Regions from separate parts of the Mus musculus genome. Here region 2 is linked to region 1. The links are chromatin contacts, called in public HiChIP or PLAC-seq maps. All regions are on one chromosome and are shown on one strand. The core of a region is the stretch at or near the end of the contact, and the rest is flanking DNA. Distances in the headings are between cores, read along the strand shown.

Region 1 (4,728 bases), core at 1,194-3,693:
GACAGAGAATAATGGGAACTGGTAGATCAATCAATCAGCAAATATTTATTGAGCAGCTACCCTGGCTGGCAGCTGGAGCGAGCTCAGCTGGAGGGAGGCACATTAGAAAATTGTCTATAAAAAGGTGGTTGTGGGGGAGAGGGAGAGATGTGTTCTTCTGGAACAGGATAGAACAAGAGAGGCTGCTTTGTTGTCTGGCTCGAGAAGGGGCGGAGGGGGGGGTCGTCATTTGCACGCAGCTTTTGTGATGAGCACCTGTCAGGGTTGTAGCAGCACAGGCTTCAACCCACTGATGAAGCTATGATCCCTGGGGTGGGGACAAATCCTGGGGAAGCCAGGGCTAGCATGGCCAGGGCTTCTCACCCTCCTCCTTTTCTTCTTCCTCAGGGCTCTGGAAGATACTCTATCTACATAGCCAACTATGCCTATGGTGATGTGGGGCCTGATGCCCTCATCGAAATGGACCCTGAGGCCAGTGACCTGTCCCGGGGGATCCTGGCACTCAGGGACGTGGCGGCTGAGGCTGGGGTCAGCAAGTACACAGGTAAGCAGAGTTATTAGTAGAGGGGCTGGGGCTGGGGGTCCAGGGCCCTGCAGAGAGCTGTGTCTAAGTCATCAGCAACCAGGAGGACAGAGAAGGTTTATAATCCCTGAGCAGGGAGGAAGGCATTTTCCCTTCCCACCATGTATGCTGCCTCTCCAAAGGGGAGGTGAGATCCCTGGCAGGTGTGAGCTTGGCGGGGTGGGGATACCGTACAGCAGGCATGAAGTGAAAGGGAAAGAACACCATGTATCCTGTCCCAGGAACCCCGTGCCCCCTCCCCTGCTGTAACCCCAGTGATGAGTGAGCAGATTGCATTGGTGAAATCTGACAGATCACAGGAGCTGAGATTTAAAGCTTTCTTTATTGCCCAACAGCAGATGAAATTATTTACTTACACATAAGCGGCCAGGAATTGAGCGCTAAGTCCCTAAGCTCCGGCTGGGTCCCGTCTCGGATAACTGAGCTCAAAGAATTGTGTTCTTGTTCCAAACCCTCTCCCGCACTTTTTATGGAAGGTGCGCTCCCCCCTCAACTTTCTGGATGGGGGACCTATTGTCAGAGAGAGCCTCTGACAGGAGCTCTTTCTAGGGAAGGCTGTTTTTCTAATTCCAGCAGGGCTGCTGACTAAACTCTGATAATCTGCCAATAGGCTGTTGATGGCAGAGCCATCCAGTTCCTGTTGTGAGTGCCAAAAATCAGGAAGCCAGGCCTGTGCATAACAACTTGGTCTCGTTCACACCCGCCTTGCAGTTGGGATGTAGAAATCCTCCCGTTAGCTAGCCTTCCCCGTACATCTGCTCCAAGTTATACCACGGACACGACCACAGCGTCGGCCAGCCTACACTCAAGGCTTGTGGAGCTGGAAAGTGGCAGGGGAGATGAAGTGGGCCCCTCCCTTCCTCCAGACACTGGGCTGGTAGTAGCAAATCTCCAAGTTGCATGCTGGAAAGGTTGCAGGAGTGAGCGGTGCCCTTACCCAGCCGACTTGCCACCTCCATGAGAGACAGAGATTGATGCTGGCCTATCTGACAAAGTTTTTGGGGACAAATGACTAGACAATAAAATAGTTTGCATGGCTCAAGCCCCATCAATGTGCCTGAGAGCCCTGGGCATAAACGTGCGGCGGAGAGGCTGAGTGTCAGTCATAAACCATGTTTCCCTGGGAAGAAGAATAAACATGAGGCGCTTCAGCCCAGATTGGTACAGTCAATTTTTCTGAGTAAGCTCCCAGTTCTGTGTACTGGGCTGGCTTGGCAATTAAGTGCCTTGATCTTGCAGGAGAGGGAGGGGTATGGGCTGGGGGATGAAACACTTGAAAATGATGAGATGGAAGGGAGGCAAGGACGGGGAGAGTGCATTACACGCAGAATGGAAGAATTCAGGAGGCTGGAGCATGAAGGGGGCATTGTTCACGCTGGCTGGGCTGGCACAGAACCCAGGAGGGATAGGAGGGGCGCAAGCAAAGACAGCTGAGGAGCAGAGATGCGATGGGAGCCCCAGCCAACTGTGCTGGCCGTGCTGGAAGGATAGGGCAACCCAAGGCGGGGGCAGCAGCTTCTGTGGAGGGATGGAGGAGGCCGGGGCAGCTGGCATACCCAGAGGACACATAAGAGCAGTTCTGCAGACTTCCAGAAGCTATTTGGCTGGCAAGAACCAATTTGGCCTACCAAGTTACTGTTCTGTCTGCCTGCCTTCCCCAGCCCCCCAACATTATCCTGCAACCCCCACTTGTCACTCGGTTAATGACACATGGACATCTGGCTGGGAAATGACCCCAGAGTGCTCCCTTGAGCCCTAGGAATGAACCCCAAATGTAAGGGCCACTATGCTGAGCCCAGCCCAATGGCCAAGACTCTGGGCAGGTGGCCAGCGCTCATTGCCAGAATAGTGCAAGGAAGGGGTCTGGGAAGCCAGGAGGGACAAGCAAGGCCTAAGCAGGCTGGGAGGGAGAAGCAAGCAGTGGCCAGATGTGCTTCAGGGAACTGAGGCTTCTGCAGCCAAGCCACAGAGCTCCCATTTTTTTTTTGAGGGCAGCCACCAGGACTGGGTGGGAGGACCTCCCATTTGCCAAGGGATCAGACTAGGTCCAAAGAGCAGAAAGGACTTGTACAAGGTCACTTAGGAGACTTGGAGAAAGCCAGCACTTGGGGCCTTATGTCCTGATGCTTAAACCAGCCATAACCAGCTGACCTTTCTGATGACCTCCAACTAGAGCAAGCTGCTCCCAGCTGGTAAAGGGAAGGCCCCTTACCCTCTGGGTATGAATTGGCAGACAGGCCCTGAACTGTGTATGCAGGTTGTCAGGCCAAAGCAGCTGTCTGGCCTGGGGTGCTCAGGACAGCAGGCTGCAGTGGTGGGGGGCTGGAGAGCAATGGCACGCAAACCACACACAAGTTGTTAGTTGTGCAGGAGGGGGGAAGGGAGATCTCTCCAGACACTATTGATTCTGGCATCCACTACCACTCTGCTGGGTCACAGTGCCATCTAGTGGCTGAAATGCCTGCTCTCAGGGGACTGAGCCCCTGGAGGGTGTCTGAACCTGAGCTGCTAGTACCCACAGTGGCAGTAGAGAGCCTGCTGTCCCTTGCTGTGGCTCCCTAACCACTCCAAGGTCTCTTCAACTATCAGAGACCACTTGGAGCCAGGAAAGGCTGGGAGCTGAGATGTGTGGGAACCCTGAGAAGTGGTGTCCGTCCCACAGAGGGTTTGGCATAGGAGAGAGCAGCAGTCCTGTGGTATCTCACCAGGCACCTTGACCCAGCCAACTAGCAGAGTGGCTAAAGGGAGCAGGCTTACGCCGGCCTGGACAGCCATAGAAGACAATGACCTCTCCCCACACAAATTCTACCTTCACAGTGTTTTGGAGAAGGAAATAACATGGGGATGCCTAGTCCATAGCCTGGGCCTATGGCTCTGACACAGTGGCACCAGGCTTCTCTGCTGGGCATCTCCTGGGGCCTTGAGCTAGCTCAAGGATGGAGCTGAGAGAGCCAGCCCATCTGTCATGGAGGCATGAAGTCTGTGTCTTCCCGTCTAGGCACTATGCAGGCGGGCATCTTTATCCCCTCCCCAAATGGAGTGCAGCTTTCTGTCACCGTCATCCTTCTTCCCTCTGCACATGGCCTCCTTCTCCCAGGCCCTACCCTTTTCCCAGGACCTCTGCACTCAGGCCACACCCCCTTTGAGGGAGCATCTGCCCAGGCTGCAAGGTGGTGATTAAAGAAGCCTTTAAGGAAATTTGGAAAGAAAATGGAGGTGGATTTATGATGTTGGGTGGAGAGTTCTGCTGTTGGCTGGGAGCAGTGTGGAACAAAGCGGAGGGCAGATCTGATTTATAGGAAGTCATTATTGGAGGAGACGGAGAGGCCCAAAGCCCAGCTGAGCCCTTCTGGCAGATCCCCATCAGCAGCAATGACTGGTGTCTGCCGGGTGGGGGCTGAGGAGCCTCTCAGGTTTCCAGGTGGGTGTCAGCCATCTAGATAGCTGTAGCTCAGCCAGCACTAGCAGCCAGGACCAGACAAGGCTAGAGAGACAGGTACCTCAGCCAGGTCCAGAAACCCCAGGAGGGTCCCCAGAGGGGTTCCCAAAGTCCAGGATACACAGGAGCCATTTCCAGGGAGTGTCGGGTGCAGTGTACGATTGTCACAGGGTTCTGTCCTGGTTCTGAAGTGCATAGATGTTAGATAGACTCACACTTTACTTTTCACACACATTTCCCCCAGTGATCTCAAGAGACTGTAAAGAAAGGACACTAGTGGCTCTATCACAAGGTGCCAGTACGGTCCCCTCCCTGTTGAGAGGAGACCCGAGTCGATGTGTTAGAGAGGCAAGCAGTGGGAACAGCGTGAACGTTTGAGCTGAGACCCTATCACCTGCCAATTGTGATTGCTGCCGTGTAAGCCTCAGTTTCTTCACCTGGAAAATAGAGGGAACGGGAGGGTACCGAAGACGTATTTGACAAAATAAACAACACTTTCATTACACTGGACAAGTGCGTTCAGGAGTTCTATTGTACACTACAGTGACCGCAGTTAATAACAATCTATTATATTCTTGCGCCATGCCAAGAAGATAGATTCTAAGTGTTCGAGAAATTTAAATAATAAATATGTGAGATCATGCATATGCTAATTAGCCCATTCTAGCCATTTCATAGCATATGCGTTCCCCAAAACCATGTTGCA
Region 2 (4,728 bases), core at 705-3,204, 480 kb before region 1:
GACCACACCTTCCATGCTTCTGTTTACCTGAATGGCTGAGAGTTATGGCACATATTGCCCTTTGACATCTATAGAACATCTTATTCTTTTTCCTCAGAAGGTCATACAGAGTGCTGATGTGATACACAGAGCACTGTCAAAAGCCAATAAAATGGAGATATTTCTCTACTTGCTTTAATGGATTTCAAGAAGTATCCAGGGAGCCATGACCATAAAGTCATCAGCCTACTTCAAGTGTGGCTTATAGATTAACTTATACTTATATTTGGAAAAACTCTCCACACTACTTGCACTCTGCCATACAGGGAATTTTCTTGCCCCACACTGCCTCTACCTGCTTCACACAAGTAGGGCTGGGGAAAGATGCCTCGGTCTCCACAACGGATGCATTACCTCTGAGACAGAAAGGACTCTAAGAACAACACAGGAGCCTGGAAGCCGGAGGAAAGGAGAGAGCTCTGGCTTGGGATCTGGAAAAGTCTAAAGCCACTATGTTTACCCAGAAAGCCATGCTTCGAGGAAAGGCTTGTAGTATGGGAGGCCATTTGAGGCTGCAAGATAAGCTTACAGAGGTTTGGAAGTACACAAGTTCAAGGCTCATTTTGCCCTGGAGGTGGCAAATCTCACAAAGGACTAGAATATGGGACGCCTGTGGGGTGAGGAGAAAGGCCACAAAGATACACTAGCACTAGACCACAGAAACTGTTGAAATCCGGGCTAAATTTGATTTTCCTTCGATTTGTGTTTTTCTATATAATGTGTTTATTACAGTGTGTTTGGCCACACATTTGCATGCTCTAGTGACTTTTTTGGCTTGGTGGGCAAAGCCTAAGTCTGTTGTAATTAACTTTACATCACAGCGAACCATGCAGATATGAGTAATTCCCCTTAATTACCACTTGGTGACTGTGGCAACTGCTCTTTACAATGAGAATAAGACACAGTTAGCTGTGGAGTCATGGCGCTGTAGTTTCTGTTTCTGGTTTCAATTGTGTCCTGTGGTTTGAGTGTGATATGCCTATGACATGGAGCTTTGAGATGGTTGCAGGATTAAATTTTCTTTTAAAACTGCCCCCCAGATGAGTCTCTCACCAGGTGGAAGTCAGCAATATCAGTAAAAATCTAGGTTCCTTAGCTGGGTGCTCATCTTGTCTGCCATGTGTGCTAAGTTATTTTAAGGCATTGGATGCACATGGTGGAATCCGGTTGTGCAGATTTAGATGGGACACCATTCAAATCATGCCCCCCCCAATCTGCTACATACAGAAAAAGTCCATCTATATCCCTGGCACTGAACCTGTGAGCTTCCCCTGTGCCACGTGAAACAGTGCTAGTAGGCATTTGGAAAAGCTAGATCAAAGCCGTTCAGACCCTCGGTGTGCCCTTCATGGGCAGGATGCAGAGTTGGATGAGCTTCAAGCAGTAAAGCTTCACCCCAGAGGATTGAGGGGAACGGGACGGGACGTTTTCTTCCCAGTCTTTCCTGTCTCTTCTGGTCTCCTCTCTGTAGCAGCCCAGCCAGTCCCGTTCCTGAACTGCTGTGGGAGGAAAAAGCCAGACAGCTAAGTACGAACTACTGAGGATGAAGAAAGGAAGGGAGCCTAGGGAAGGAAGCGTTAGGTCGCAATTGAAAAAAAGATCATTGAGAAATAGGAGCGCTCCGAGGGGATCCAGAGCCTTGCCTGAATCAAAAGAATCATAAGAAAACTCATGAAGCCTTGGCCACCATCACCGATGCATCGGCATTACTCAGGGCCATGTGAAAGGAATTTCCTTTCCTCTGCCTCTCCTAGAGCAGAAGGGACGCAAACCCACGGTCCTGAAACCTGGCTGGGCCCCTCCGACTCTAACCTGGGCCTGACCTGGAGGAGGGCAGGGCAGCTGCACACACCAGTTTCCCAGCCCAGCTCAGGAAGCTGCACTAACAGGTGCGGCCGGGGGCGGCGGGGGACCCAGAACCCGGGAGAGCCTGGCGCCGGGGCCAGCGACTCCGCACCTGCGGCGGGATCCCCCTAGGCAATCCGGCTGGGAAGCTCTCACCGCCCAGGAACTGCATCCCTGCTTCGCGCTCTTCCTTAAAATTGGGCCCCACTCCAGACGGAGCCCCTGCCAAGGGGGCCACAGTGCAGTTTGGGTTTGGGTTTGATTGATACTAAGATTTGTTTCTTTGACACACTAAGCGCTAGGTACACCTCCCGGCCTTGGGGAGATGGGGTGAGGACAGCAGGGACTAGAGGACTAGTTCGGCTTCCTGGGAGCAACCCTGCAGTCTGACGCTCCCCTCGCTGTTGTATAGAACAAGAGTGCCCCCTAGTGGCCGAAAATTAGCGTCGGGCTAGGAGAGAGCAACTGTGCACATTAACACATAAAATTCTTATTTGTTCTGTCTCCTGACCCTACTCCTCTCTTGCTGTCAGTCGCATTATTTACAATCTAGAAGCCTACGGGAAGTGACCGGAAACCTATCTAGACCGACACGTTTAATGTCTGAAATCTAGACAGAATTCAGCTTCTGGACTTGCGGTCTGTTGTCCCCCCTTCTCAATTGTAGTTCTGACTTTAATGTTTCTTGTAATATAAGCTGTATCAGATGTGGATAGATAAGAGAATAAAGAACGTGATGGTCATCAGCCCTCCTATCAGGGGTGAGGACAAGCAGACAGAATTTTACAATCCAAGTCCAGGCCCAAGAAGTGCAAGGAATTATGGGACACTTTCGAGGGGCACTTGTACATGATATAAAGAACAAGCAAGACCATCAAGAAAAGAGTCAGGGGCTGGAGAGAGAATTCAGCAGTTAAGAACAGGTTCTGTTCTTGCAGAGGACCCAGTTTGATTCCCAGCACGCACGCTGAGTAGTTTCCAATCTCCTGTAGCCCTGGCTCCGGGGACTCCAATGCCCTCTTCTGGCCTCCATAGGGGCTGCATTAGTGTGTAAATATCACCCCCTCCATGCACGCAAAAATTGAAAATCAGTCTTTAAAGAAGACACAGCAGCATGTGGAGGAAGTTCCAGACAATGGAAACAGCAAAGACAGAAGAGCCCTGAGATTAGAAAAACTAACCAGAGAAGTTGCAGCACAGGGCGAAGGAAGTGGTAGACAGGGACTAGAAAGGGCGGAAGTTAGAATGAGCCTCTAAGGAGCTGGAGGTGTTGATAAAAGGGCGGGCTTCGGGGAATGCAGATGATGTTCTAGAAGCCAGTGAACGTTTAGACAGGTGAATGGCACGCTCAGATTTCTGTTTGTTCAGGATCATTCTAAATTAAATAGTGAACTTTGCCTTAGGCTAGCTGTTAGGTCTGGGCAGCCTGGCTGACAAACAGGACAAAGGAGACCTCAGGTTCATCCGATCTATCTGTTACTCCATCCTCTGGAGAAACCTAAACTCAGTGTCTAAGGTAGATCTGAGGTCTTTTTCATCTTCCCTTCAAGGCCCCCCAAAATGCCAGTCAAAACCAGACACCAGCTCCGGAGTGTGCTTCTGTTAAAAACAACCCCATAAAAGCATGCGCAGACACAGAGAGAGACAAGGTTGCAAAAGGATACGGTCGTTAGACGTTCTATCCTGGGACCTAAGAAGAGTCAGACCCCTACTTAGACGCTCATGACTACTGAGAACCATAAGACGTGAGGAGCAGACATTGCAGGCAAGCAATGGGGGTGGAGTGGCCGGGCCACGATGCTCCCACGAAGAACTGGAGGGTCAGAGGGCTTGACTCTGAATTGACACATAGAATCCCATTTCAATTAACACATAAAACTGAGAAAACAGGTTTAGAAATTGGAAAGTAACTCAAACTCTGTAAAAACAAAAGGCAATAAAACACAGTTGTCCCAATATTTGGATAGTTTAGATACCCTCGGCAATTCACGGAAACTGGGAATCTAAGAGAGATAGCTCAGCTTTGGCTGGGCCACTTAGTGTTCTGTTGAAAAGTCATGACCCATGGAGGAAGATGGTGATAAAGACAGGATGATAAGAACGGCAAAGAAAGAAATGAGATCTGGCGAGCACCACCCGAAACTCAGGCAGACAACATGAAATAGGAGGAGGCAGTCAGCGACAGCCCTGGCTTACCTGCTTATTAGTTCTGTGACCCTGCCGATGCCACTTAACCTCTCTGACCAGGTCTCAGTGTGCTGTTACAAAAATAACAAAGTTTTCATATTGCACGGGGGCTTTAGCCCTGTCACGAAGGGAATCCCTGCACGTACCAGGCCTGCCTCTTCCTGGCTCTGTGACTCAGATAAGTTTTAGGCCCTCTAGACTTTGTTCATGTGGAACACAAGGCTGCTGCATGCCTGGATTGAATGAGCCCAGGCAAAGCAAATCCAAGAATCCTGCCTTTCACACCAAAGTGTTTCACAATCCATGACCCTTTCTTTCAGCACTGATTGGATTGCAAACGTGCCGATTCCTCTCTGTATACAGCTGAAGGACGGTGTTGCCTTTAGCATGATGTGATTTCACTGGGTGATAAATATTAAAAACAAACAAACAAACATAAGCAGAGAGAAGAGGACAAAAGCGGTGCTAAAGCACATTGTCCCTCTCTTAACAGAGGAAAAGGATAAAGACTGTGAGGACTCAAGGTCTCAAACAGCCTCGCCCACAAAGCCAGGAGACCTCCATACAGATCTCTACTCTTCATTTTTCTTTCTTCTTTTCTTTTCTTTTCTTTTCTTTTCTTTTCTTTTCTTTTCTTTTCCTTTCTTCTCTCTTCTT

Evidence for each region. HiChIP or PLAC-seq counts read pairs in DNA pulled down with a chosen protein or histone mark.
Region 2: a contact with region 1 is called in an H3K27ac HiChIP or PLAC-seq map of differentiating embryonic stem cells, with 14 times the contacts expected there. The contact joins two enhancer-like sites. A contact is called at or near these places in 4 of 39 promoter capture datasets (the C10 cell line, cranial neural crest, embryonic stem cells and 1 more), 1 of 15 datasets of contacts at CTCF or cohesin (embryonic stem cells), 5 of 484 Hi-C or Micro-C datasets (the BV-2 cell line, cortical neurons, cranial neural crest and 1 more), 2 of 115 datasets of contacts at active chromatin or transcription factors (differentiating embryonic stem cells and forebrain) and 1 of 9 other capture datasets (embryonic stem cells).

What each region holds. Positions count from the first base shown.
Region 1 is chr19:42,314,421-42,319,148 of GRCm38.p6, reverse strand. Crtac1 (cartilage acidic protein 1) reads left to right here. Exons shown (of 15, transcript NM_145123.5): 5 at 388-544. Gm34347 (a long non-coding RNA gene) reads right to left here. Exons shown (of 3, transcript XR_386718.4): 3 at 4,523-4,728. Among named protein-coding and RNA genes, the nearest start is that of Mir3085, 37 kb to the right of the region's middle. Within about 2 kb of position 2,443, at least 64 of the 459 cell types and tissues checked have an H3K27ac peak or open chromatin away from gene starts, as enhancers often do. A contact at or near this core is called in differentiating embryonic stem cells, where this site is marked.
Region 2 is chr19:42,792,662-42,797,389 of GRCm38.p6, reverse strand. The region is part of intron 11 of Hpse2 (heparanase 2); the gene reads left to right. Among named protein-coding and RNA genes, the nearest start is that of Hps1, 15 kb to the right of the region's middle. Within about 2 kb of position 1,954, at least 57 of the 459 cell types and tissues checked have an H3K27ac peak or open chromatin away from gene starts, as enhancers often do. A contact at or near this core is called in differentiating embryonic stem cells, where this site is marked.